6 separate regions of the Mus musculus genome follow, and regions 1, 2, 3, 4 and 5 are each linked to region 6. A link is a contact called in public Hi-C, HiChIP or PLAC-seq and promoter capture Hi-C data. All regions are on one chromosome and are shown on one strand. The core of a region is the stretch at or near the end of the contact, and the rest is flanking DNA. Distances in the headings are between cores, read along the strand shown.

Region 1 (4,176 bases), core at 510-3,009, 490 kb after region 6:
CATAAAAGCCATGTTTGGAGACAGCCTAAAATAAAAATTAATGCAACTTATCACCCTATAGCACGGAACAAGTGCCTGCTTCAGTCTCTTATTTAAGCACCACAGATGCATTGAAACCTAATAAAAATTGTTCCCCAGCCCATCAACCCTCACCAAGACGCAGAGAGCTGAGGTCTGTGAATCGCCCACAATCAAAAGGGAGGCTTTTTGAAAGCTGCAGTATTAAAACCGGGAGCAGGTATGCTGCAGCTCCAGGCAGAAAGTCAAGGCTTTGTGCAGAACTGAATGCCCGGCACACAACTCTCCTTTTTGATCACCTTTGCTTTAAGAAATATTGTCCTTTTGATTGAGGTATGACTCATCCTGGCTTTGAAACACATCTTCCTGGGTAGGAAAGAAAGCTGCATTCCCTGTGGTGTTTGAATAATAACGCTCAGTAGTAAGACCTGCAAGGTTCGCTAGCTTCAGGCATGTTTAATAATAATCTCCACAGGGCCACATGGGGAAGGGTGACAGGAAATACGCGAAAGGAGTGGGTCTGGAAAAGCATTGCAATGCAGCAATAATAACAACCTTTATGTTCTAACATAAATGATGGCGCCCAGCCCTGCAGAGGTGAATGTCTCTCAGAGAGGCTATGCCTTGCAGTCTGCTTCAGAATGATGACCACAGACGCAGTGTGTGTGGTCATTAGAGAGGCAGGGGGCGGGGGGGGGGGGGGAAGGGGGCGGGGGGGGGATACAGAGACACAGGGACACAGAGACAGACACAGAGAGTTGGCAGAGAAAGAGACAGACAGAAAGAGATGACGGAGGGACACACACACACACACACACACACAGAGAGAGAGAGAGAGAGAGAGAGAGAGAGAGAGAGAGAGGAAAGAGAGAGAGAGAGAGAGAGAGAGAGAGAGAGAGAGAGAGAGAGAGAGAGAGAGAGAAAAGAGTAAACACTAACAAATGTTTCCCGGGTTTTCCATCCCATCTGCTCATGACATAGGCTCACAGCCTTTAAAAGGTGATGCTTTTTCTTGTACACTGCCTTTCTCTGGCTTTCTGCCCTTGACCTGGGTCAGGAATCTTTGTGGGAACAGCATGCCCTTGTCTTCATCAAAAGCAGCCCCACAAAGAGTCGGGGGGAGGAGGCTCAGGGGCGCTGGCGGGAAAACACCACACCACTACTTATTTTTTTCAGTCAGATGCTCTTCAGATGTGTTCTTGGGGACAGATCTAGCACCGAATCATTGTTTCTTCCCAGAACCCCATTCTGTTTCTGGGAGCTCCCTGATCCCGTGCCTTAGCTAGGAAAATCAAATGATGTATTTGGTAAGCCTGTGGGAAAGTATGCTGGCTCTCCCAAACGTGATAAGAAGCCAGTCAAAATGACGGGTGTGAGAAACAACCACAGCGAAGCATTCTAGCTAAATAGATACCATCTGCACCCCAAGAGGAAACATGTCTTGTCCCGCTTCTGAGGTGATGATCTCTAAGCTACTGCTCTTTGGGGTCTGATCATGAGTCTAGGCACTGAGTTCCCGGGACACGGACCAACTAGCTGTGCAAGAAAGACTTTATGAGAAACTGTCCCCCACCCCACCCCCCTGCTCTTTCCTAAGAGTTTCAAAATCAGCAAGCCAAAAAGCATTTTATCCTAATATAGAAAAGAATTAAGATGCAGAGGCTTCTTTGCTGAAGCCTGCGTGCTGGGGAGAGAGAAAAAAAAATGGCGTAGCCCTCTCTGGCAAGAGTCGGGGCTGAATCATCATGGGAGTGTTTGTGGTGAAATTACATTTTTCTCTTCCATAGTGAAGTTATTATCACTGAGTTATGGACAGCAAGCCTAGAGTGACTTTGGTAACATATACTCTTTTCATATTTTAAAATCACATAAAGTTTGGCTCAAACGGAACAAAACATCCAAGAATATATCATTCTGAGAGGGAAGCAGAGAGGAGGAGACCCTGGGGGAAAACAAAGCTGGCTGGAATCTTGAAGTAAAGAGCCAACAAAGCAACGGAGAGGAGGACTTGCTTTCTGTTTTGATCTAAGGGAGGAAACTGTGTCATATCTCCATAATCACGAGAAACCAGAGGTCACCCAAGTGGACAGTTTTCCCAGAAGCATCTGTGAAAGTAGCCACAAGATTGGTTCTGTGTCACTCAACCTGTCCCAAGACACTTCTTTCTTCTTGCTGATTGGGAACATACATTTGCCTGCATTACCTGACTGATGAGAGGCCTTTGCACGGTGGCAAGGGTTAGGGAGGCAAAGCCAAGGCGACCTCAGCAAGGAAGATGCTGCAGACGTGGTCTGTCCCATTTCTAACAACTCCGGTCCCTGTCTCCACCCTGCAGCATCAAGAGAGTTTGGTGACGGTCCTTACCACTAGTCTGTCCTTTCAGAACGTATCCACACAGCCTTTGTTGGAGCCTTCTAAATGATCATACTGCTGTCTATGGTGTTCCCCATGACTAGTCTGATGAGCTGTAAAGCTTTTCAACCTTAACATCTATAAAATATGGACAGTCCCCCTGGAAGCTCCCCCAAGATTATTTTCTTCTTGATATTCAACCACCTTTCTTTAAAGGCATCATTGGTTTTGTGTGTGCACGTGTGTGTACGTGTGTGTGTGTGTGTGTGTGTGTGTGTATGCACATGCCTTCACATGCCATCAAACACATGTGGAAATCAGAGGACAACTTTGTGAAGTCCATTCTCTCCTTCTATTTATATGGAGAAGTGATGGGGGCAGAACTTTGGCCGTCAGATTTGCATAGCAACTGCCTTTGTCTGTTGAGCCATCTCACAACCCCTGGACCTTCTTTCAGGGAATAGAAAAAAAATGCATCTCTGTGTACGTTTGTAATTTCTTCTTTTGTTCTATTGGTACTTGTCACGTGCTTCCCATGGCTTCTGGGCAGCAGATATTGGTTAATTTGACTTCAGAAAAATAAATAAATAAAACCCTTAAAAGATTAAAGCAATAAGGGAGAAAAACGGATTTCTGGGCTGGTATAAATAAGCTGTTAGCCTTTCTCTTTCCAGTGCTTTGGGATCGAGTGCAGAGTTGCCGACTGTGTGGGCATCTTCTCCACTCTGACTCTATTTGGATACTTTTGATACTTTTCTTTTTTGATATCTCAGAAGTCGCCTTTGATTGAATTTGTTATATGGGGAAAATTATTCTCAGAAAGGAGCCATATTCTATTCTCCGCCATTACTTTGCAGCATTATTTCTGTAATACAGACGAAGGCACAATGTTGGGCCCAGGGTGGGGGTGGGGGGGAACCCAAGGGAGGTCTAGGAAAACACTGAGTGCAATAGCCCGTGCCTGTGAAGGCCGAGATTGGAGGATCACCATCAAGGGGAGACCACTCTGTGTTGCCCAACTCACGTGGTTGGGGGTGAGGCAGGAAGAAGAGAAACAGTCTTGGCAAAACACTTGGAAGTAGCAAATGGAAAAGGGCACTGGAAATTTGATGTATTTGGTGATATCGAAGGTTGGTACAGTTACATCTGGGATGGCAAGAGGAATTCTGCATCTCAGAATGGCATTTGTAAAGGAATTCCACAGCGTGAGTCAAATCTCCTGGAGAATTCTTCTTGTTAAGCCACTGGGCTCTGTTACACACTTTTCTCAAGTGCATTTCCCAGTGAGAAGATAATGGGAGTCTGTCTGTTGTTTAATGGTAGGGCTCAACAGCCAAGCTCCAAGATAGCCCTGAGATGGGCATCTTTTTATTGTGTATGCTTCTATCTCTCTCCACTTTCTGCATCATCTTATCCCAATCACTGTCAACCCAGGGTATCAGTTTTCCCTTGCTTCTCTGCCTTAAGCAGGGAGATGTACAATGAAGAGGGGCTTACAGCCGCTCACAGCTCATAATCCATCTGTGGATCTGACATCCCCCTCACACAGGGTGCAACCACATTTCTAACCACTGTGAGGACAATGTAATCAATATTCAGGCAAAATGGCACTTTTCTTTCATCTACACAAAGGTAGTTGTTAATATGATGCATGGTTGTTGAAAACTCAAGTTGTCTTTGGTTTCTTACTTCTGCACGTAGCTATTTTTAATAGACCAACTTTTCAGTGATAGCATGGACTGAATGAAATAATTATGACATTTGTATTTAATAATACAATTCCCATTCCAGTAACCCCCAAGTTAT
Region 2 (4,392 bases), core at 1,887-4,386, 260 kb after region 6:
TCTCTTCTCTCCTCTCCTCTCCTCTCCTCTCCTCTCCTCTCCTCTCCTCTCCTCTCCTCTCCTCTCCTCTCCTCTCTCTTCTTTTTTCTTGTTAATCTTTTTTTTAACATTTCAGATGAAACAGCTAGTTTCTAAGAGGATGCAGACTGCGTTTAAAGCGATTTGATACAGCCCGATCTATCTGTAATTTCTAATACTCAGGACGTATGAACAAGGCTGAGAGGTGGCTTAGGGTTAAAGTGCTTACTATGTAAGTAGAATGACCAGAGTTCAGATCCTCTGAAACCCAGGTAATTCCAACCAGGAAAGGCAGAAACAGGAGATGCCAGAGCAAACTGGCTGTAGGATTAGCCAAGTGAGGGAGAGACCCTGCTTCCGAGGTGAAAGGACAGGCAAGACTACTGACTTCAAATCTCTGGCCTCTACATGCACACCCATATACATGTGCACTAACACACACACACACACACACACACACACACACACACACACACACACACCATAGGACACATGGAAACAATTGTAAGTAGATCATTTTAAACAGCCAGGATTCCATGGCACATCTTAACAGCACCAAGTGAGCCATTACCCGGTGAGTACAGCCAGCCACCAGTAACCAACATTAGTTACTAAAACTCTCAAAATAAAGTCCATGGGGTTGTCACAGTCCACAAGTCACCCAAATGGGTACTATACAGTCACCTAGACTTTGACGATAAACACCTTCATTTACTTCCTTTCCTGGTGCTAAAGATGAAAGCCAAACACAACCTCATTCTAGATCCACGATCTGCCACAGAGTTTCTCCCTCTTTCCAAGTCCCCCTATTTCATGTTAAAACATGCATATGTGGCTGCCATGGGCTAAGCCACTGACTGGCCAAGCTCTTTTGACCTACCGCCACAAACATACCAAGCAAGATGAGGTTCTCAAGCTTTTAGAGCCCTGAACCCCCAGTTCAGGTTTCCAGCATGGCCCTTTCTACTGAAGGCCTCCTCCTGGCTCACGGCCGCTGCCTGCCCCTCGGATTGTCTCCTAGAATTACCTCTCTCAAAAATGTCCTTGTATTATTCATGTGGGTGCATGCATGTGTGTGTGGGTGTGCAGGGGTGGTTTATTTTATTATTTTTTTGTGTGTATAGTATATTCATGCATCTGTGTGTATTTATATATAGTATAGTATGTGTGTGTGCACGAGCCTATATTTTCATGGAAGCCACTCGTGCTTATTTCTCCTGACTCAGGGTTTCTCACTGAACCTGAATCTAGCCTCCACAATGCCTCTGTTTCTCTGTTTCTGACCTGCAGCATTAGCATTACAGGTACACACATGTCGCTTTTGATTCGGGTGCTGGGTCTTCATGATTGCTTGGAAGACTTTCTTATCTGCTCACAGAGCCTTTCCCCCAGTCCCTTGGGTCTCTGCTTTTAAGGGCATCAGTTACACTCAGAAGCATCAAAGCTCCACTTTCAGATAGCATCACACTGGGGGGAAGGACATCAGCAGATGAATGGACACAGACACTCAGTTCATGGCATCTATCACCAAGTTTTGCAATCACACTGTGGCTTTCAGGGCACTGCTCCCTCTCTGTGGATTGGTTGCCCAGTGAGTCCCCTCTTTCCTGGTGTCCTGGCCTTCCTTCTGTCACTCTGGTGATGCTGCCTTCTGTCTTTTATTGTTATTTTTCATTTTGAGATGGAGTCTTGCTATGTAGCCCAGGCTGGCTGTGCCCTCTCTGCAATTCTTCAGCCTTTCAAGTCCTGAAATATAAGTGCACCCCACCATGTCGGCTCTCCGGATTCCTCCCTTTATTAATGATAGCTACACTAATAGTGTTTTGAATGGCAGGCTTTTTCCAGGACCAAAGTAATCGTGGATAATTAAAAATGTAATACTATGGAGAAATCAATTTCAATTTAACGTCTCAAACATTCACCTGCTGTATCTGAAAATTGGATACTTACTTTTCCTCTTCTTAAGGACCCTCCCTTGGCACGAGGCTCCTATGCCTAGCTTGTCCTTATATATTTAATTATTTGTTTCTTTATTTTATCCTCAAACTGCTCACCTCTTTGTTCACCTTTCTATGCAAAGTAATTAAGTTCTTTCTGTTTAAACCCCTCTACATGTGGAGAGCTCCCTTTCTGTCCTTCCATGCACGTAGGAGTGCTGAAGTCATTTCTTCAAATGCAGAGCTTTCTCCTGTGCCACTGCCCTGGTTTGGTCCTTTTGACTCACAGAGCACAGAGAACTCTTTCACTGTTTACCTTCTTTGCAATTTTCTATTGCAATTTCTTATGCGACTTTTGGTAGTAAATCCCAGGAACTTCAGGTTAAGATGAGACACTGTCTGGGGAGTCGGGTAAGTGTGGGGGTTAGGGTTGGGGTTTGGGTTGGGGTTGGGGTTGGGGGTTAGGGGCATTCCAGATGCCAAAAGCCAAAACTGCTAAATTTATTTATTTCTCCCTGTACCAGTAACTTTCTATTGCTGTGATAAAGCACAAAGACCAAAAGCCACTGAAGGGAGAAAGACAGTGTTTTGTTTCCAGAGGGATTACTTAGAACCCTAGGATCTAATCCAAGAAATAGTCCAAGACGCCAAGAAACTTAGCAGTTAAAGGGAGGCTTTTGGCTCAGAAAAAAAGGCATCTCCAATATGACCTGGACCTTATTATATATCTACAAATAGAATCTGTATTGGTATGGTTAAATTTTGGAACCTTTCATTTGAATGTGACATTCATTAAGTGGTTAATGGGTACATTTATCTAGCAACATGACTTTGTTTTCCATGTTGAAATTCTCCATCTTAACAGAGTACATGGAGTGAAAAGAAAAAAGAAAGAAAGAAAAAAAAAAACTTCCCAGTAGAATATGAACCGTGAGCAGACTGTGAAACCATGAAGGAGAGACGACAGGAATGCCAGAGCCTGAACTCAGCCAACTGTGAAAATAAACTGTGATTATAAGAAGTCTATCTTCTGCTCTCTGAAAATGATTTGAATTCAAAGACTGTTAAAATTAATTGGAAACTCTAAGACCAGGTAGAAGAACATGTTAAGAATCCGAGGCTGCTAGAAGAATCCACACAGGGTGGGAGGGGGCTCCAGTAGGAGCTGGTGGTAGCAGATGGCTTGCTGCTCAGTGTCCCATAGAGGCCAGCATGCAGGCTGTTGTCACAGTACAAGGGAGAGGACGGTAAGTCCCTATACAAAAACGTAGCCTATTGCAAGAGCACACATAGCCTGCCAGGAACAGTGGAAAACCACCAGCTCCAAGGCAGTTTCCCTCTCTTAGTTATTCTATTAATAATTCATGAATATTTATATATGCTTGTCACGGCCCCTGTCAATCAAGAGTCAGCAAGGAATAAACTACAGGAGAGAAGAAGGCTGAGAGGAAAATAGTGAAGTGACCTAGTTTAGATGGAAGGAAACACAGAGAGGGAATGAAGCAGGCCAGTAAGAAAGAAGGTTGACATAGATGATTGATAGATATATAAACAGACAGACAGACAGACAGATGTATAGATGTGTGTGTATTGGTAGGTAGATAGATACATACACCCGTGGATACATAGATGATACATAGATACATAGACAGATACATAGATAGATACATAGAGAAGTGGGAGTTTCATGGTGCAAACAGCAAGAGAACACGTTCCATTTAATAGTCCTGGAAGGTGAAAGAGGGCCAGCCATACAAGGCAGTGAACTCCAGTGGAAACAAACACCCCCCCCCCCCAAATAATAAAAGTTAATGGAGAATAGTGACAATGACCACAAAATCGAGGTGGGGAGGGGTGCACGGCTGAAGCCTAGGAGGTGGGAAGGCAGGAGACAGAGATGGGATATGAGGGAGACACAGGTGCCAGGTGTACTGCAGTCTTTTGGCAGAAGATGCTTTTATTATAACAACAATGAGAAGCTCTTGGAGGAGTGGGGAGGGGCGTAGGGGAGAGGGTGGGAGGGAGCCAAGCAACACTAATCCGTTCACCTCCTTTTGGGGCTCACACTGGCATCCCGACAGGGGCAGAGCCAGAAACTGCCTTGTCCAATTTATGCTTCCCGCATGCTTAAAGTTTGTGCTAGTTAATTTTGATTGCCCACTTAATTGGATCAAGAAACACCTCCAGCATTAATGAGGCAGCCCCTTTGGGTGTGCCTGCTAGGGCTTTTCCAGAGAGGATTAGCTGAGCCGGAAGACTCATCCTGAATGTGGCTGGTCCCATCCTGTGGGCTGGAAAATTGACCAGGAAGGGACCAGCAGAGAAGTGTAAGTCCCCCTCTCTCCATTGGACCCACTGAGCTGTGAGAAAGCAGCCTGTGTCCCCACTGCCACGGCTCCCCTTCCACATGCCCTTCCTGCCATAACGGGCAGAGTCC
Region 3 (4,389 bases), core at 1,593-4,092, 400 kb before region 6:
GGCCGTCCCTTGGGCTTGGTGGGGGACTCCAGGCCGCCACCTTGCAGCACCTGTTCCGTGAATGAACAGTACTAGGTGAGGAAAGAATCCGATCAAGGACCACCGGATGCCCAGGGCCCAACCACGGCATCACAGTGACTCTAGGCCCTAAAGAAACGGTGGAGGTTTAAAGAACTGCTGAGGAGAACGAGCGGAAGATGGAGGAGTTAGAAGCTGCCAGGAGGTGCCGGGGATGGGGGTTCTGTCCTAATGAACCCAAGCAGACACAGCAGTTCACGGGATGGGATGGGCAGAAGTCTTAGTGTGAGGAGGGCGGGAAGGTATTTCTTGGAGGACACCAAGGACAAAGCCCAGGAAACCCCAGCCCGCAGGAAGCCACCAGCCACACTTACTATTTTCTTCCATTTCATCCTCCGATTTTGATACCACGTCTTCACCTGTAACTGGCTCAGGCCCAGGGACTCAGCTAGATCTATTCTGGAAAGAGTAACGCACACCCTCAGCGGGTCAGGCCACCACCTGCCTACCCTTCCCTCGAGCCCAGTCTTGCCCGGCACTACCTGTCAGGGGTAGAGAGGTACTTCTGCTTCTCGAAGCGTTTCTCCAGCCCCATCAGCTGCAGCTCAGTGAATACGGTGCGACTCCGGCGTCCTTTCTTGGCTTTCGCGCCAGGTTCACCAGAGCCAGCTGCTTCCAGCTTCCCGCGGAGTTGCAGCTCCAGCGGCAGGTGCGATGCGCCTGCGGGGCCGGGCATCCCAGGCCCGGCGGCCAACAACGCCGAGCCCAGCCCGGAGCAGCCGAGCGGCGCCAGTGGGAACTTGAACACTGCGGCCTGCTCAGCCTTCAGCACCGCTACAGAGCAAAGAGAGAAGGGGAGAGAGAGAAGAGAGAAAGATCTGGGTGAACTGGATTCCAGCCTCCCACGCCACAGCGCTTTGCTGCGTTTGGGAGCCCGAACCAGCCACTCCCTGGGGATTTAAACCCAGCATCCTGGGCGACCCTCCTTCAGGTAGCTATCCCGAGGAGTCTAGAAAAGAGTATCCCTCGCATCCTTTGCTCTTTTTTGGAGTCCCCATGAGCCAGTAGGCTCCGAGATTTCAGGATGCTTTAGAGCAAGTTCGCTGCTCCGAGGACATAGAGTATGCCTTTCGTGAAAAAGAGAAACTAAGAAGAAACGGGTGAATTTGGAAGCGGGGGCGGGGGTGGGGGAGCTTTTGCATTGGGAAAAGAACGTTGTGGAATGTGAGCATTTGTTTTTCTGGGCGCTGTACCTACATCACTGGCTGAGGCTTGGACATTGGCGAGGAAAGGGTCACCAAAGCATCCTTTGAACCTGAAAATTGTCTTTCTTGTTTCCTCTGTTCAGACCCCCTCCCCCCAAGAAGCATGAAGACCTCTCCATGTTCTTTAGCCCTAAATCGGCTGTTTGCCCGCTTCAAACGAATTGCCAACAACAGAGTCCTTTTATAGTGAACGGCAGCAGAGAGGCTGTGAACCAGATGAACATCAAAGAGGCAAACTGGACTGGCTGCTACCAAGACTGGACAGAATCTGGGGCCGGTTCCGGAGGCCGCTAGCTGAGCTGGAGTCTATATTGGACGCTTCCTTTCCTGGTAGGCTTCTCCTAAAAGAGATACTGGAAAGGATGGATCTGCCTGGCTGAGAACCATCAGGGTAAGGGGAGCATAGAAAACATAGCAGGAAGTGGGAAGAGAATCTTGCGGAGGGGGAGAGGTAGAGGGGAGACAGATCCACTTTACCAAAAGGCTAGGAAGGAGGTCAACCAAAGAGAGTCACTAAGCCCTAAGCCGAGATGCAGTACAGGGCAGACTGCCTCACAATCTCCCAAGAGACAAGACGGAGACAGAAAAGATCTGAGCAAGTGCTTCAAGACGCACGAAAGCCCAGCAGATCTCGGGATGGAAGGACCAACTGGGCAGCGGATCACAACCAGGCCTCTTTCCCTCAAACAAGGCCTACGGAGACCCTGGCCGCAGCACAGGCCTCGGTCGGTTGCTGACTGGAAAGCACGGGGTTCTGAAAGGCTCCTGGATGGCTTGGGCATCCAACACTATGCGACACGACCCTCTTCTCCAGAGCTTTCCCAGTCTGGGCAGCTACTGTTATGCCCAGCCAACCCTACCGCGAAACTCAGGCTTCCCCTGGTTTGAAGTCATTTTGATCCAGAGTGCTCGGTAGATTGATTTTGTAGCAACCATAGGGATGCGGTCTCTGGCTCCTGGCCTCGCCTATCACCCGATTCGAAAAAACTCGAAGCCGCCCTGAAGCAGAAGACAAACTCTCTTCTGGTCTGACGCGAGGACACAAGGCCTGGTTTCTGCCTAGCTCATTGCTCGCACCCTCCACTTTCCCGTTGGAGTGCGCGAAGAGAGGTAGGTGCCTCGGGCCTGCGCTGAGCTGCATCCCAGGTCGCTCCAGAAACAGGGGAGAAAGAGGATGAATTACGGACAACCCCAGGTCTCCGACTCCCACCCGCCCGCCAAGCCCAGTCCTCTGCGCGGCGGCCGCTGCACGTACCCAGGTGGCTGTGGAAGGGCCGGGCGGCCAGCAGCGCCTGTACGCCGAACTTGAGCAGCTCGCCCGCGGCGGCAGCGGCGGCCGCGGGCGCTGCGCCCTTGGGCCCCGGAGGCTCAGTGAGGATCTCTTCGATCATGAAGCTGCGGTAGCGATGCGGTCGGTGATCCGCACAGCCCTCGGGCGGACCGAAGCGCGCGGCTCCCGGCTCCCCTGGCCGCTGCATCGCGGCTCCCGGGGATGCGCCCGCGGCTAGGAAGCGACGGCGGCTAAGCTCCGGCGCGGGGCCCGCGCGGGGCTCTAGGCCGGCCCGCAGCTCGCGGCGGCGCGCGGGCGCCGGCTCATGCCCCCTCCCCCGCCGGCTGGCCGGGCGGAGGCGCAGGGCGCGGGCGGGGCGCGCGGGGCTCGGCCAGTCGGACCCGGGACTGCGTCCCCGCCCCGCGCCGCCGCGCCTCTAGCCTGGCCAGCCCCGCGTCACTGCCTTGCCCCGCCCGCCCTGCCCCGCCCCGCCCCGCGCTGCCGCCCCCCACCCACTAGGCCCAGCCGGAGGGAGGGACCCAGGAGGGAGGAAAGGAGGTTGAGAGGAGGGAAGGAGGGAAAGAGCCCGGGATAGGGGCTCGCAGGCCGGGACCAAGGGAAAAAGAGGAGAGCTCGCCCAAGAGGACAGCCCTGAGGATAGGACACTGCGGAGATGGGCAAACCGAGGATCTTGAATGAGAGGCGTGAAAAAGTCTGAAGACAGACAGCAAGGACCACGCAGGATCCTAGGCAGTGATGTGAAGGTGTCCAAGACGCCTCTTAGACGTGAGTGCGCCGAGACGTAGAGAGGAGAGAGCCCCAGAGGTGCAGGAGGGCACGGGGAGGGCACAGCAGCAAGGCCAGCGGACTGGGTGGGATGGGGAGGGGCTGGAGTGGTGGTGAGGAGGAGGGGCAAAAGCCAAGCTGGGAAAGGGGTAGCCTTAAACAGCTTTCCCAGGTCTGCGAGATGCTGTAGGGATCCAGTGCAATACACCGGGGTGTAACTCGCAGGGTGGTGACCATGCCTGTGCACCACTTCCCCCCCTTCCCTGTCCACCCCAACCTCAGTTTACCATTTTGATCTCAAATCTCTGAAGCTACCCTGGGAGAAAAAAAAAAAGATTCTCCAACTAGGATTTACCTAAATTTCTAATTTAAGCTTACCTGGACACATTTTCTCTGGCAACCACCAGACTTAGTGGGCTGAGTTATGTTTACTTAGAGCAAGGGATAGAATAAGGGCAGATGAATAAAAAGGGGAAAGACTGTCACTGGATGAACTTTGAGGCAGGGGATCATGGAATACTCTGAGAGTCTGGGGACCTAGCTCCATCTCTGAGCCTCCAGTCTCTCACAGGACTAAAGATGGGGCTGTTAGATCATTCTCTTTTTCTCTCCCCAAATTAACCTCTGTTGAGTGTGCCTCTTTGAGTCTTGGCACTGACAGTTTCTGAGCTGTCTCAAGTCTGGAAGACTTGACTCTTGGCTCCAGGGAGTTTGTGGGGATGGAAGGTGAGACTTTTCTATACCCAGGGTGACCCATGCCAGCTGTTCAGGGGTAGCAAGAAGGGTAGGGTGTCCTCAGGAGGCTAGGAGAGGACTTGCTGTATTTCCTATCTGCCTCTCTCAGGAGTCTTGGGTTCTGTCTCCACCCTGTCCAGCCTTCCTAGACTGGACTCCATGTTTTAAGCCACTCCTACTTCCCACGAATGCTCTCCACAGAGCCTAAGCCCTCACTGCTGGGAAACTGAGTTCATCACACTATATCCCAACTCTCCAAGTTGAAATAATTTCTTCTGCCTGCTGACGGGGTTGGGGTGGAGGGCTCAGAAGCCT
Region 4 (4,741 bases), core at 263-2,762, 350 kb after region 6:
TAATGGTGGCATCTGGGGAAAGATAAGAGAGATGGAGTCCATTTTCTTTAATGGTGTGGCTCTCGAGCCGTTTGATGAACTCACACCAGGGAAAGCACAAATTTGAGCCAATGGATTATTATTACTTTTTTAAAGAAATGAAATATGGCAGGGAATCTTGGAGTGGTTCTGGGAGGAGTTAAGGGAAGAGTTGGGGATGGATATGATAAAAATACATTGTATGGAATTCTCAAATAATCAATAAAGATACTTATCTTAAAAATTCAGGCATGGTGGCACAGAGCCATAGTCCCAACACTTGGGAAGCTGAGGTAAAAGAACTGCATCAAGTTCCATGTTATCTTGGACTATATGATGAGCTCAAGGCCAGCCAGGGGTACATATTAATTAGTAAGATGCCATCTCAAGAAAACAAAAACTCCAAATAAAATAGAGAGTTGGGAGTCTGTGTGGAGAGACACTTCCTGAAGTTCTTTCTCATCATCTGGATATTAAGAGAGAGCAGATTTAAGTACAGCTGACCCTTCCTGGTCATGGTTTCTGAACTTATGGTCTTAACCAATGTGGATTGAAAGTATTCAAAAAATTTCTATCTGTACTGACTATGTGTAAACTTTTTCTTGTCACTCTGAAGAATGCAGCATAATACTTTCTTACATGGTATTCATATCTTCCTCAGTATTATAAGTAATTTAGAAGTTATTCCAAGTATGTATGAGGACATGTGTAGATCATATACAAATGCTTTTTAATACCCGAGGTATGCTTAGGTCTGAATATACTTGTTCTTTATAATTCCTTTGTACCAGTGCTATCCCCAGAGTTGGACTATGTAGCTTGGCAGAATCTATAGCCAGTGCCACAAACATGACTGAAGAGTTGCTTTTCTTTGCAGATTTTTGGAGTAGCTCTTCTCGTCCCTTAATAGAAATGAAGAGACAAGAGAAGGCAGGAGAGGTTTGCTGCACTCTGAAATCTCAACAACAAAACAAAACAAACCAAAAACCCAGCAACTATCTTAGCAAATGCTTGTTAACAGCAGTCATTCAAAGCACAGTTTCACAAAGATTAGCCTGGATCCTTGTAAGCCTATTTCAGCAGCAAAGCCATTTGTACTTCTTGCCCATGGGAACAGCTGCTATTTCGTTACTTGATTGGAGAGAATCAGACCCCTTTTGTCCTTTTCCCCTGGGCTCTGAAACCATCTCACCAGGGCAGTGGAATCACAGCCAGATTTCGCTTATTTTATTTCAAGCCAATTTACTGTCCAAACCAGGTCTCTAAAACATGGCACTGGTGCTAACTGCACCATTCACGTCATGCCTAGAAATGTGACCCTACCACCAGTTTGCTGCAGCCCCTACCCATCCCTGAAATAGACTTTCTGTCTCCACAAATGAGAAGAGGTCACTTTACCCACTCAGTGAAACTCTCCAGATGTTCCCGGTTGGATGGCACATCTGTCCCGTGTCCCTTCTGTGTTTTCAGAGCACCCCAAACAGAAATTTGAATGAACTAGAAACTCAGTGTCTGAGAAAGGTCTCTATGCACAGTTGCCCTCATTGACATGCCATTGGGGGCTGGTGGAGAGTCAAGGGCAACGGAGAGAGAGCCAGCCAAGAAGTGACTTCATAGGAAAAGGACATGCTGCACAGAGAAGTGTTCCCTGTGTGGAAATGTTACCGATCAGAATTCTGGGATGATACTACACTCTGTATAATGAGAAGATTATCTAGATTTTTGAGTTGAATATTACTGGCATCAAAGGGCAATGATTACAGAGATAACCCCAAGCGAACGTGAACTTCATCTCATCTCTCCTCCCCAAACTTGGAAATGCCAGACTCGTTACATGAGGCTAAATCATGCAGAAACACTCCAGCTGTCTGAGAGTCTGTGTGCACTGCCAGCATCTCCAGTGTTCCCTTTGTTTCCAATAGTAACTCCAGAAGACCTGCCTGGTCTTGAGGGGCTCAGTGACCTCTAAACCCTCTCTATTCTTCCTCACTCAGAGAGAGGGGGGGGGGAGAGAAAGTTACTTAGATTTATTCCAAGCGGAACATCCAAGCTCGAACTTCCAAAACCTTCAGTAACCTCAGAGAAGTGTCAAATGGCTTTTCCCAAAAGCACGTGACAATATTTGTGCCTCTCGTATGGAAGAGGAGCACGTATGCTTGGAACACACTGAATCACTTTAGGAAGCACTTTAATATCAGGCTGGCCCTGTTCAAGTGTGTGCCCTTGAGCAAGCCATGTATTTATTGGGCTGTGTCTGACCATATCCAACTACAGAGTGAGAAGGGAGGGGAGCAATTTAACTGAGAGTCTGTGAAAGTGAAGTCACTGAAGCGTCTGCCTTGGAACTGATTCAGTATTATGCCATGCTGGCCTTGGAACTCACTCAGTGTTATGCCATGGTGGCCATAGGTCACCTACCATCCTTTTCATCCTGCATGGGAGACCATGGACTCTGCCATTGGGGACAACCCCTGATGACAGGTTTTGCATTACATTCTGCTTCGGGGACACAAGAGGTAAAGCATGACTTTTCTGGGTTTGGTGTGCCCCCAATCTGATAGACCAGCCACGGAGAGGCCATTTACAGCCACCTCTAAGTAACTCATAGGAAACTTGGGCACTGCTAAAAGTTACTCAGGATGCCACCAAGGCATATAATGACCTGAACAACCACAAAGTTAAAGTGTTTTAGAAATATTGTATACATCATATACATCAAAGCTTCTTAAACTGAGGGTTGTGATCCTATATGGGTTAAGGTATGCGAACATGGGGTGGGTCTTGAGAATTATTGATAATGTACATCAATAGTACACGGTTTCTGAATGCACAAGGGCCACAAACTGTTTCCCTGCACGCCTGGTTCTGCACACACATGTACAGTTTGCATGAAGTATGCTCCGCAACACACACATCAATGGGTTCTACATGACACACCTTGGCTAAGCCTTGACATCATTGGTATGTAACAAACTGAAGTGTTTCTACCATACATGCAAATTTTCTGCTGTTCTAGAAACATAATTGTCTAATTACAGAGAAAACAAATACTTTTAATATTTTCCTACCATCACTCTTCAGCATGTAAGTATCAAATTAGTATATCTTTGGGTTGGATTATATTAAGCAAACAAGCACATGTTTCTCATTAGTATGCAAATTTGCTTTGATCTTTAATAGATGGTAAAATTTTATGTACAGTAAAGAATTGTTTTAAAATAAATTACCTTGTGATTCATTATCAGCAAATGTTAGATTTGTTTGCTTATTTTATATACCAGTACGTCCAGGATCCCAGAAAAAAAAATGGACAGAAAGGGGATTTGAATGGGATGCTTAAGAATCCCTGATCTAAAGCAATAACATTTTCACTTCTTTTACACTTCTTTGTGACAGGCATAGGAGATATAACACATTGTGATCCAGCACCCACAGACTCTCAGGGTAAAGAACTAACCAAAGTGCTAACTTTTACTACGGATACTAAATGCTATTCTATTTAATTTTTAAGGATCCAGAGGGGTGTGTGTGTGTGTGTGTGTGTGTGTGTGTGTGTGTGTACCCATATGGTTGCAGGTGTCCTCAGAGGCAAGAGGCAGATCCCCCCGGAGATGGGGCTGAGAATAGAACTCAGGTATTCTACAACAACTGTACATGCTCATAACACCTGAGCCATCTCTCCAGCCCCTCTATTTCATTTAAAAATAATATTTACTAGTATCACTAGATTGGCTGGTGTTTGGGGGGAACAGTGACTGCAACCCGTAGGCCCATATTGAAGATGGCATCAAGATCTTTATCCTCCATTTTCTCAAAATATTTCTACCCGGTCATCCTAAATCCAAGTTTCACTGTTGATGTGTTCTGCTTATATTTCAGTGCAATCTGTGAAGGATTTTGTGGCTACATCAACAAGTTCTTCCTTGCCGGTTGATTCCTCATGAAGGACGTAATGTCAGACAGTATAGGACACACTTGAATAGGTTTATGGGAATGTTTTCCACCCAGCCAGCCCAGTTCTCAAGTTTAGGCTTAGTCATTTGTGTCTAACATGTCACCCAAAGCCATGGGTGTTCCCTGGCCTAGTGCATAGCCTGGTGATATCACAGGCCTGAATCATGTTTTCTTGAGGGATGCATTTAGCAACATCCTAAAAATATCTTCATGTTCTCATTGTTCTTCAGGCCACCTGGGTAGATGGCTGAAGAGGAAGAATTCAGTAAGGCAGATGCTGCCACAGCTGTATGTGATGTCACCTCTCTAGCTTCAGGTTATTCCAGGGCATCTGCCTCTGTTCAGCCACCTCTCTGTCTCCACCTCGCCTCAGAGCTCTTCTGAACCTTCTCTGAAGGTTGCCTTGGGACAGTAAGAAAAATCAATAAACCAAACAAAGAAACAGTCTGTCCCCAAGAAATTAAAGGCATGCAATTTTGATTATGCATCATGCAAGAAATATCGTTAAAATGCTGATTTATTTTAAAAGCCTATGGGACTTTAGAGTTCTACTTTACACACAGCTTGAGATTGTCGGTCAGCTGCTTTATCAATATCGTTATTGATATTAGTGTCGCAGTCCCTGGACCTTTGGTGAGCTCTCTTACTGTAATATACATCTCATGTTCAGAGAATAAAAAAGAGAGAGAGAAGATTCTAGCAAATCTGAGTTTAAAATCCAACTTCTATCCTTAACAGCTCCGGGAAACAGGCAGGGGACTTGCCTCTT
Region 5 (4,688 bases), core at 404-2,903, 320 kb after region 6:
ATGCATCATTAAACACAACTTGACGTTTAACGAAGGGAAGCACAAAACAACATATAGCAACACTTTGTGTCCGTGAATGCATCACAAGTGTGTTCGGCTGTGTACATACATACTAACAAACCCCGAAGAGGGACAGGCAAAGGCTGTTGTGTTGATCCTATGGGAACATGTAACCTCACGGGCCTTCTTCTATGTCTGGAGCAGTCAGGAACATTCTCAAGATGGGTGTGGCTCACAGCGCACAGAGGAGAAGCCCTTGACCCCACAGGCCGGTCACCCCCACCCCTGAGCCTGCCTGCACCATGATGGGATGGTACCCTTGTGGGAGGATGAAAGTCCTTCTGCAGCTCATGCCTCCCTGTGGTACAGCTGCCAGAGACTTGGCTCCTCTTTCTCCCAGTATGTTAATTATGTCAAAGCCAATTAGTGGATGGTGTTTTATATGAAATCATTCAAACAGCACTCCTGTGGAAAAAGTGACTTCTTTAAACGGGGAGCAGCTAGAAGCTAAACCATAAAGTATTGATTTCTACCTGTTTAATAGAATCATCTGAAGTTTCAATGAAGCCGATTGGAGATTTTTTATTACTTCTTAAAACAATAATACTTTAATGGCTGCTCTGGCCTCTCTGTGTTCCTTAGCCACTCACATTAGCACTATAAAGTTTAAACAACCTCCCCTCTGAGCACAGGGTGTTAGCCTGGCTTCTTTCTTTGAAATACATATAACTCTTTATACACAGAACCTTAATATAGAAAGCTTTCTCAAACAATATAGTTTTATCATGTTTTCCTCTACCAACTCCTACCAGATCCTCCCTACCTCCCAAACCTCAACCAATTTTATTCTTTCTCTCAAAAGACACAAAAACACCCTCCCTCCCGGAAAGAACACAAATGGAATCAAACGAAACAAACAAAAAGACAAAACAAATACCAAGGTAAACCAGAATGAAACCAAAAAACACACACAGAAAACATGAAGCCAGTTCTGTGCTGGCCAGAGACTCGTGGGCATGGGGCACGCCCTGGGGTGTAGTTGATAAGTGCCAGTGACACTCCATTGGAGAAAACTGATTTTTCCCAGCAGACAACCATCGCAAATAGCCTCTTAGTGCTGGGCCCTGGTGTGGCTTGAACTTGTGCGGGTCTTGTGCGCGCCCCCAACGTCTCTGTGAGTCATATGCGCATCCATCCTGCTGCGCTAAGCTTCTTTCTCAGGAGAAAAAGGTATATGTAAATTGCATGAGGGAAGGAATAACTGATGTGAGATACCATCCCACATTTTATTAAATGCCCCCCAAAGCATTTTCAGTTGTTTGTAAGATTTTCATAGCATTTGATGCGGTCTGTGAGATGCATACCGTGAGTTACAGTAGAGAGGAAGACAGCAAGTCAGCTCCAGTTGCAGTCGTGCTAAGAGGAGAAAGAACACCCTCTCTTGCAGCTCTTTCTACTCCTGTACTCTTCAGAACAGAAGAGAAACCATTCTCAGGTGGCACCCAGCCAATCTCTAACTCAGAATCAATTGCTTTGCCAACAAGGAACACAAAAGATGTTCATTGTTTGCAAACCGACTTCCCTGCAAGGGTGCCTTGTCTCCACACTTGCTGACGGCAGGTTCAGACATCCCTGTGGCTGCTCTGTGCTGCTTCTCTCCTGCGCCCTGTTTCCAAGGCTGTCTGGAAGAAAGCAAATCCGCCTCCCATCCCGAGGACAGGGACACTTTCCACTTCCCAGTGTGATCTCTTCATCAGGGCTGCGGGACCGCAGCAGGCGATTGTTCTGCAAGACAGTAGCCGATATAATTATCGACACAAAACAAGCCAGTGGGTGGCCTTTGGATTTTTTTTTTAAGTTTTTGTTTTTTAAAATTTGTGTACAGCCTTTTTTATCTCCATATGGTGTAGCCTGATAGATTTGGGGAATGGTGATGGTGAGCTCTCTCTCTCTCTCTGTGTGTGTGTGTGTGTGTGTGTGTGAGAGAGAGAGGGGGGGGGGGAGGGAGGGAGAGGAGAGGGAGAGGGAGAGGGAGAGGGAGAGGGAGAGGGAGAGGGAGAGGGAGAGGGAGAGGGAGAGGGAGAGGGAGAGGGAGAGATGGGAGAACACAAAGGAACAAGAAAGAAAAGACCTGGGCAACTGCTTCATCTTTAACTCTTCTCTTGTTCTTTACTTCCTCTTTGCTAACCGCTAGAGAGTAAACAGAAATGGAAACTGGAAATAATAGGATAATAATATTATTAACAATTATAATTGTCCTTATGCTATCATCCTCCTCCTCTTCCTCCCTCAACAGTTTAAGTCATTGAAAAATCCTCTCCCATTGTCTCAGATTTATTCCTTCCCAGGACATCAACACAGGGACCTCTCCTCATCTTCACTTCATAGCCCTTCTCTGGGATCTTAGTTCCCTCCTGCCCCTCAGCTCTCAGGTCCCTGAGGAGCCCACAACCTTCCTTCCATGTGGCCTGGCTGCACCCTTGTTATCCATCAGCATCCTGTGTCAGCTGGAATCTTAACCGTTGCTGTGTCAGCGGGAAACGTGTATTCTTGGCTTTCAATGACCCTACACAGACTTTTACATAGAGTCAGGCCGTCACTTGGAATGTATACTAGATCTGTTATTTTGAAGATTTTTATTTTTATATGTTTCTCCCCGCCCCCTCCGCATGCCACATGTGTACAGGTGCCTACAGAGGCCTGAATAGGATTTCAGACATCTTCTGAAAGTAGACTTCCAGAAGGGCGTGAGCTATCCAGCATGGTGTAAGAAACTGAATTCGGGTCCTCTGCAAGAGCAGCAAGCAGGGTTTTTTTTAAAATGCATTTAATTTTTTTTCATGCAATGTATTTTGATCATGTTTACTCTTTCCCTAATTCCTCCTAGAGTACCCCCACCTCCACACCCACCTGATTGTATGTATTCTTCTCTCTCTTTATTAAATGTTTTATTGATTCTTTGTGAATTCACAACGTGCACCCCCCCAATCCCACTCACCTCCCCATCCTTTCATAACCGCCCTTCACCCTTGCTACTACCCCCTCCCCAGAGAAAACAAAACAAAACAAAAAACAAAAAAACCAAAAATGCAATAAACACAAAACAAAAAACCACATCTCACCATGAAAGCTGCAGTATGTCCTAGTGTGTCCCATAGTGCACCCCTCTGCCCAAACAGCTTGACTTGCAAATGTTCATGGCTCTCAGCAGCCAGGGCAAGGACATCACCATGGGCTCAGGTGGCAGCACAGGCCACTCAAATCAGTTTGGCCCTCAGTGTCAGCACAGCTCCTGAACACCAACACGGTCTAAGGCCTTCCCCGTCTCTCTATTACATATTCACTCACAGTAGTGGTGCCTACTGCTTTCTCTCCTCTCTGTCTCTCTGTCTGTCTGTCTCTCTCTCAAAAATAAAACAAACAAAAAAACAAACAAACAAAAACCAAAAATCCCAAAGCAAACAGAAAATAAATCCAACAACCAACCTCCAAAATTTCACAAAAACAAAAATCAAAACAAATAAGCCAAAGCATAACTTTGTTTAAGTAAAACAAAAAGTCCACAACCACAACAACAACCAGATACCATTGCGTTCATTTTGTGTTGGACAACTAATCATGGGCGTGCGGCCTGTCCAGGACAGAGGCTGATAGACCAAGGGACAATGCCTTGGAGAAAACGGATTTTCCCTGTGCACACGGCCATCAATTGTAATAGTTTCTTAGTTAGAGGTGAAGACACATGTCTCCTTCTCCCTCTCAGTGCTGTAGGGGTTATTGACGTCAGAGTCATCTCTCCTGCCCCGTACAGTATGATTTTTAAATAAAATCCCACAAAATGTCTAGATACTCATTGTGAACATATAATAAGTACACAAAGTTACAAATACACAAAAGTGAGTTATATCAAGTTTCCAAAAAGTTGGTTCTTTCTTTCTTATTCTCTCTCTCTCTCTCTCTCTCTCTCTCTCTCTCTCTCTCTCTCTCTCCAGGTCTTACTATGTAATCCTAGATGGCCTATACCTCACTGTGTAGACTAAAGTCTCACAGAGACCTACCAGCCTCTGTCTTCTTCCTGCTGAGATTAAATCTGAGCCCCTAACCCTGCCACCAAAGAGGTATTTTGAGCCTGTAGTCATTTTATTATGTGTGACTGCAACCAAAATGTATTTGGTACACTGTATTTCCTTGTGATGGTTTTTATGTGGAAGTCACTATTTAGGATGCTGCATTAACGTGTCCAACTGAAATGGTATTTTCTATTTTATTACTTTTGAACACTGAGCTGAACTATGATTACTATCTATAGAAATCTGGAATGGTTTTTAGTGTAGGTTCTAGGATGCTTTTTGAAACGATAAACCCATTGTTAGGGAGGAGAAGCAGTGCTAAGAACAAATATTTTTTCATCAAGTCAAAGGACGTTCATGGCATCCCACGCTAAACCTGTCTCATCAGGACCACCACCCTTCAATAGAATGTGCGTTTGCAAAGACACATTATTTAGCATTTGAGAATTACTAATCTTCAGTTGAGCTGAAATATTACTGACTCAAAAGTCTTGGAGAAAAGTCAGGTGTGTTGGCTCACACCTTTAGCCCCAGCCCCTGCCAGGTAGAGGTAGGTGGATCTCTGTGAGCTTGAGGTTAGTCTGGTTTACGTAAATCCCAGAGCAGCCAGAGCTACAC
Region 6 (4,663 bases), core at 782-3,281:
AAAATACCCATTACATTAAATGTGTGATGTTCATAAACCCTGGAGTTCTCAGCTCACCTAGAATATATGATTTTTCCCGGAAGGGAAGAAGGGTCCTTAGTCAATCCTATAGCGTTAAGAAATCACATCAGAAGTCACAGTACAAGACAGATAAATCTACTTTTAATTTTCACATGTAAAAGTTACACATCACATGGAATTGGACAGTAGCTTAGTGGTGACTGACATCGCTATAGTGAAAATCATTTTTTTATAGAAAAATAATCTAGATGTGGTCATCAGAATTTTTGGTCTACTTAAGTTAATATTTGAAGATCGACTTTTATCCCTGCTTGAAGGATTTTCCAGTATGTTTTTTTTTTCTTTTTTTTTTCTCCTACTGATGCCTATTAATATTCTTTGGAGGGAAGAGGGCAGAAAATGTCCGTTTCCAAGAGTTTGTCCTTTGGTAGCAAGCAGAGAACATTTTTCATTTCTATGATTTAAATAATCTGTACAGATATGAAACTTCATGACATTATGCTTTAGTGTAAAATGAAGGGCGAGCATTTTCACTTTGAAAAGACAGCAGTTCTGTAGACTTCTTAAAGGTCCAAGCATTTCTCCATCCTATATGCGAATTCACTCAGAATCTATTTTTGACCTCAGTTCAAAAAGAATAATAATAATAAAAACCCCACACACTTAATTCTTTATATATTACACTATAAAACCCTGTACTTAAAACCCGAGAAGGTAGGTTTTTACCATGTACACGTCAAATACAAAGGTTTCCATCTAGGTTAAAGAAAGCACATTTGAAAGGACTCGTAACTGGTTTATTTTGTGATTGAACACCTCATGCAATCATGCAAGACCAGTACCAGAGAGCTGTTACCTCTGAGCCTCAGAAACTGGATACTGGGCAAAACAAAACAAAAAAACCAAATCAACAGCCTGGCCAAACAGAAAACATCCAGATAGCAAAAGCTCTGCAAGGGAGCTGAAAAATAATTTTCCAAAAGAAATATTCCCATCGATTTTAAAAAAACAGACACATAATATTTACAAAAAATATTTAATTAAAAATATCTTATAATTACAGTAGTCTATTAAAGCGCATATACTTTCTCACACTTATAGAACATCTCTATATATACAGGGTATGAAATGTCACTCACTTATCTATACAATATGTAACATTCTTGCAGAGAAAAAGTTCCCCGCCCTGTTATAATCATCTATTTTAAACAATAGATGTAAAACAACATATCTACAGTGCTCTGGTATATTAGTAAAGCTTCAAAAACAAAAACAGTTCCCTTGTCACAATGTAGCCTCTAAGGTTGGATTCACGATTGCTCTTCTACTTAGCAGTCTGGTCGACAACACTTAAGCTTCGAAGTTTAACTGCACCTTCAAAAGGGTGATAAAAATAACCACAGAAACGTACAATTCACAGCGGTCATAAAAGAAGAAACGAAAGAGAATACGTACGGTGAATGCTCGTGAACGTGCAAAAAAAGTAAAAGTGAATTTAAGTTTTATTTTTCCCCTTCTCTCTCTCTCTCTCTCTCTCTCTTGGAATGACAAGACGAGACGACGTTTCTAGATTTGCTGAAGATTTCCCCCCCTTTCCTCCGGTGGCTTGTTTCTCTTAATTTCTGCTCTGGCCCTCCCTTCCTAGGGCTCCTGGCTCGCTGGTGCTCAGGCGGCCGCACACCTGTGGAAGAGGAATGAATAGAGGGGGTGTGTGAACCTTCTCGCTGCAGACTAACTGGCGCCACCGACCAAACTCAAGACATGCATGATCAACAACCCAAAACAAACCGCCGGGTCAGGCAACACCCGCAGCCCGAAGCTCAGCCAAGTGCCCAGGAGGCAAATGCGGGCTGGGGAAGGCCAATGGACAACGTTCGGGGCGCTCTGCCCACATCCCTCTTTGTGGATGTCAGGCCGCTCAGCTGGGCATGAAGGGGAGGGAGGAGGATTGGGAGATCTTGGGACACTGGGATAGTTTCTACGGTCACGAGGGTGTCCTCTCAGAGGTAGAGGAGACCAGCAGAGCCTGTCGGTCACAGGCAGAGGAACGAGGGCGGCGGGGACCACAGCTGATGAGGCTCCGCAGAGAGTGATCCCCCCCCCCCGAGTTGGAAAGCTAAGTGGACTGTCTCGCTAACTGGGTGGCAGAGAGGTATGGGTGTCCCCGGGGCTTTTACGCTTCGAAATGCTAGGGGACAAAGATCGCAGCAGTGCCTGGCACCGGCAGCCCCTGGGGAGGTGCGAGCATGGTAGCCCACTAACCATTCGGGGACCTGAGCGCTCACCTGGCCATCCATCGCAGCTCAGCGGCAGAGAATGCTGTCACCCTGCTTGTTCACGGCGCCGGCCTGGAACAGCAACCCAACACCAAGGGGAAAAACGGTTAGAGTGCGCATATCACAGTGTCGCCACCACCCAGGAGACGTCCTGGAAAACTAGGCAGGCGAGCAGAGTCCCCACCCGAGCCCGAAGCTGGGGAAGCCTCCTGTGATGCAAGGGACACTCCGGAGACGCAGGGCTCCAAGTCCCAACCGCCCTCGGCTCAGGGACCAGTGGATCACCAAGCCCAGCAGGCGGCTCTCGGTGGAGACGGGAGAAGCGGCTGTCATTCCCTGAGAGGAGCAAGACCACCCGTATCTCGCCGCCCCGCCACCTTTCCCGCGATGCCCAGGGTGCCCCGCCAAGGCTTCTCACCGGGTCAGTGTTGAGCGCGGTGAGTGGGGTCCGCGGCGGCGCGACCGGACAAGCCCCGGCCGGGTGGAGAGGTGGCGCGGGCGGTGGCGGCTGTCTCAGCAAAGCAGGGTGAGTCTCCAGCGCCAGCTGCAGGTCCAGGATGTAGTCGATAACGTGCTGCAGGATCTCCACTTTGCTGACTTTCTTGTTGGGCGGGATGGTAGGCACGAGCCTCCGCAGGCGACTGTAGCAGTCGTTCATATCGCACTGCAGGCACAGCGCCGGCTCATCGGCCGCCGCCTCGGCCGCCTTGCAGCGCGCGGCCGCCGCAGCGGCGGCGGCGGCTGCCGAGCCACCCAGGCTGTGGCCGTGCTCCGCCAGGCAGCGTAGCGCCAGCTCCCCGCCGCCGCAGCCCGACGGCGCCTTGCGGCCCGAGGGGCGCACCGGGCTCACCGCCTTCATCGCGCGCTTCCTGCGCGAGAGGACCGCGACAAGCGGTAGAGCGAGCTCCGGGTCCCCGCCCGCAATTTGCTTTGCTCCCCTCTCCTGCGCGTCCGGCGCTCGCAGCACCCGGCGGCTCCGAGCTCCAGAAATCGACCGGAGAGCTGCTCGGGGTTTTGGAAAGGGTATCTCAGGTTTTTGTTTTTTTGTTTTTTTTCTTTTTTTGTGAGCGACAATCGGCCCGAAGCAAAAGACAAGAAAAATCAAAAGCCCCGGAAAATAAAAAAAGTAGCCCACCCTGGTCCCTGAGCCGTTCCCTTCTGAGCTTCGACTAAGGTGGATCGCCCGGTGACTGCCCCCCCTCAAAGTAACGACTTCCAACCGCGCCTCCCAGCTCAACAGCGTCGCTCGGCTCCGGCACAGCAGTATTTGTAGAGCCGCGCGCCTTGGGGGCGGGGCCAGCGCGCGGGCCGGGTCGCCACAAGAACCGGACGCGGGCGAGCTCGGCGCGCGGGCGGCGGCGCGGAGGGAGGTGGCGAGGGCGGGGCGCCGGGCAACCCGAGGGCGGGGATGGGCGGGGGGTCGGGAGTGACCAGCCAATCAGGAGGACAGTGCCACCTCGGGGAATGACGCTCGGGCCAATGGGAAGGGCACTCCATTCCGTCAACGCTGTGGGAGGGGTGAATCTGAGAAAATGAGAGCCGGGTGGGAGTCGGGCCAGGATGGAGAGTGCCCGAGGGAGGGGAAGAGAGAGAGAAGTTCCTACGAAGAACTAGGGGAATGTGCTGGCTGGAATGCGTTCTCCATGGGCCTAAGCTGCTGAGGGACTCTGAGCCTTGTTTGTGGGTCCCCTGTCACTCTTCAAGGGGGGGAGTTCAGTCCCCAGGCCTTCAGTCCCTAAGATTCCAGTGCTTTCAGAAGGACTCGCTTTCAAGAAGCGAGTTGGTTCATTTGTCCATGTTATCCTCCTTCGGCATCACCATTCATCTTTGCACAATTGCGAAGCCCTTATAATGGAATGAAAACGGGTAGCCTTCCCGTATGTGTGTATGCATATACATGCAGGCTAAAGCTTAGTAAAAGAAAAATATAGGAAAAGAATGTCGAAAGCCGGATCCAGTGCAGGATTTCTGATGAAGGTAAATACACATAAAACAAGATCCAAGATCGTGGTGGGTTTTTCTTGGACCTATCCAGATGCAGAAGTGGGCTTAAGACATGCAATCCTTTGCGGGTGTTAAATTAGAGCATGCAGAAATAAAAAATGCACGGACACGAAGTGTTTAAAATTCCACCATGACATATAATATTAATCTGATTTATGTAAAATTCATACCTGTAACTTAATTTAAGCCATTAATGCACAGCTTCATATATTTCAGCGCACTTCGATTTGAATAAGGAAATAAGAATAGTCCAGAGGCTTCCCTGTAGAGCTACGAAATATTAGCATTCACATCTCCAGGGTCCTGCTTAGGCCCCACCCTGCTACAAGGCCTGTTTCTTTAAGGGTGTTGTGTGTGTGTGT

What was found. Promoter capture Hi-C pulls out the DNA fragments that hold promoters and counts their contacts. Hi-C and Micro-C count contacts between places; a contact is called where the count stands out from the background. HiChIP or PLAC-seq counts read pairs in DNA pulled down with a chosen protein or histone mark.
Region 1: a Hi-C map of uterus shows a contact between it and region 6, with 3 times the contacts expected there. The contact joins the enhancer-like site here to the promoter of A330033J07Rik in region 6. A contact is called at or near these places in 6 of 39 promoter capture datasets (the 3T3-L1 cell line, 3T3-L1-derived adipocytes, the SN4741 cell line and 2 more), 1 of 15 datasets of contacts at CTCF or cohesin (the NIH/3T3 cell line), 9 of 484 Hi-C or Micro-C datasets (cerebral cortex, cranial neural crest, embryonic fibroblasts and 1 more), 12 of 115 datasets of contacts at active chromatin or transcription factors (the NIH/3T3 cell line, SST interneurons, astrocytes and 9 more) and 1 of 9 other capture datasets (adipose tissue).
Region 2: an H3K4me3 HiChIP or PLAC-seq map of embryonic forebrain shows a contact between it and region 6, with 4 times the contacts expected there. The contact joins the enhancer-like site here to the promoter of A330033J07Rik in region 6. A contact is called at or near these places in 3 of 39 promoter capture datasets (3T3-L1-derived adipocytes, cranial neural crest and hippocampal neurons), 3 of 484 Hi-C or Micro-C datasets (embryonic stem cells and uterus) and 13 of 115 datasets of contacts at active chromatin or transcription factors (astrocytes, craniofacial prominence, embryonic basal ganglia and 7 more).
Region 3: a contact with region 6 is called in a promoter capture Hi-C map of embryonic stem cells. The contact joins the promoter of Barx1 here to the promoter of A330033J07Rik in region 6. A contact is called at or near these places in 2 of 39 promoter capture datasets (cranial neural crest and embryonic stem cells), 6 of 484 Hi-C or Micro-C datasets (all in embryonic stem cells) and 1 of 115 datasets of contacts at active chromatin or transcription factors (embryonic stem cells).
Region 4: a contact with region 6 is called in a promoter capture Hi-C map of 3T3-L1-derived adipocytes, with 8 times the contacts expected there. The contact joins the promoter of G630093K05Rik here to the promoter of A330033J07Rik in region 6. A contact is called at or near these places in 17 of 39 promoter capture datasets (the 3T3-L1 cell line, 3T3-L1-derived adipocytes, the C10 cell line and 11 more), 5 of 484 Hi-C or Micro-C datasets (cerebral cortex, cochlea, neural progenitor cells and 1 more), 8 of 115 datasets of contacts at active chromatin or transcription factors (craniofacial prominence, embryonic basal ganglia, embryonic forebrain and 4 more) and 1 of 9 other capture datasets (liver).
Region 5: an H3K4me3 HiChIP or PLAC-seq map of forebrain shows a contact between it and region 6, with 6 times the contacts expected there. The contact joins the enhancer-like site here to the promoter of A330033J07Rik in region 6. A contact is called at or near these places in 6 of 39 promoter capture datasets (the 3T3-L1 cell line, 3T3-L1-derived adipocytes, epiblast stem cells and 3 more), 3 of 484 Hi-C or Micro-C datasets (palatal mesenchyme and uterus), 10 of 115 datasets of contacts at active chromatin or transcription factors (astrocytes, craniofacial prominence, embryonic basal ganglia and 7 more) and 2 of 9 other capture datasets (adipose tissue and embryonic stem cells).

Annotation. Positions count from the first base shown.
Region 1 is chr13:47,774,869-47,779,044 of GRCm38.p6, reverse strand. No RefSeq gene overlaps it. Among named protein-coding and RNA genes, the nearest start is that of Gm35928, 13 kb to the left of the region's middle. Within about 2 kb of position 1,759, at least 55 of the 459 cell types and tissues checked have an H3K27ac peak or open chromatin away from gene starts, as enhancers often do. A contact at or near this core is called in the NIH/3T3 cell line, SST interneurons, adipose tissue and 4 more, where this site is marked.
Region 2 is chr13:47,998,390-48,002,781 of GRCm38.p6, reverse strand. All of the region lies in intron 2 of 4931429P17Rik (RIKEN cDNA 4931429P17 gene), which reads left to right. Among named protein-coding and RNA genes, the nearest start is that of 4931429P17Rik, 18 kb to the left of the region's middle. Within about 2 kb of position 3,136, at least 3 of the 459 cell types and tissues checked have an H3K27ac peak or open chromatin away from gene starts, as enhancers often do. A contact at or near this core is called in embryonic forebrain, where this site is marked.
Region 3 is chr13:48,661,489-48,665,877 of GRCm38.p6, reverse strand. Barx1 (BarH-like homeobox 1) reads right to left here and starts at 2,842. Exons shown (of 4, transcript NM_007526.4): 1 at 2,539-2,842; 2 at 561-852; 3 at 393-477; 4 at 1-50. The coding sequence starts at 2,761. Gm36606 (a long non-coding RNA gene) reads left to right here and starts at 3,086. Exons shown (of 4, transcript XR_382336.3): 1 at 3,086-3,339.
Region 4 is chr13:47,907,206-47,911,946 of GRCm38.p6, reverse strand. It overlaps G630093K05Rik (RIKEN cDNA G630093K05 gene), which reads right to left and starts at 1,512. Exons shown (of 3, transcript NR_045156.1): 1 at 1,421-1,512. The region is part of intron 2 of Gm40938 (a long non-coding RNA gene); the gene reads left to right.
Region 5 is chr13:47,939,441-47,944,128 of GRCm38.p6, reverse strand. The region is part of intron 1 of Gm40938 (a long non-coding RNA gene); the gene reads left to right. Among named protein-coding and RNA genes, the nearest start is that of Gm40938, 6.7 kb to the left of the region's middle. Within about 2 kb of position 1,653, at least 34 of the 459 cell types and tissues checked have an H3K27ac peak or open chromatin away from gene starts, as enhancers often do. A contact at or near this core is called in embryonic forebrain, forebrain and uterus, where this site is marked.
Region 6 is chr13:48,259,991-48,264,653 of GRCm38.p6, reverse strand. It overlaps A330033J07Rik (RIKEN cDNA A330033J07 gene), which reads left to right and starts at 2,031. Exons shown (of 3, transcript NR_102303.1): 1 at 2,031-2,734. Id4 (inhibitor of DNA binding 4) reads right to left here and starts at 3,538. Exons shown (of 3, transcript NM_031166.3): 1 at 2,716-3,538; 2 at 2,307-2,369; 3 at 1-1,702. The coding sequence starts at 3,156. The coding sequence ends at 2,325.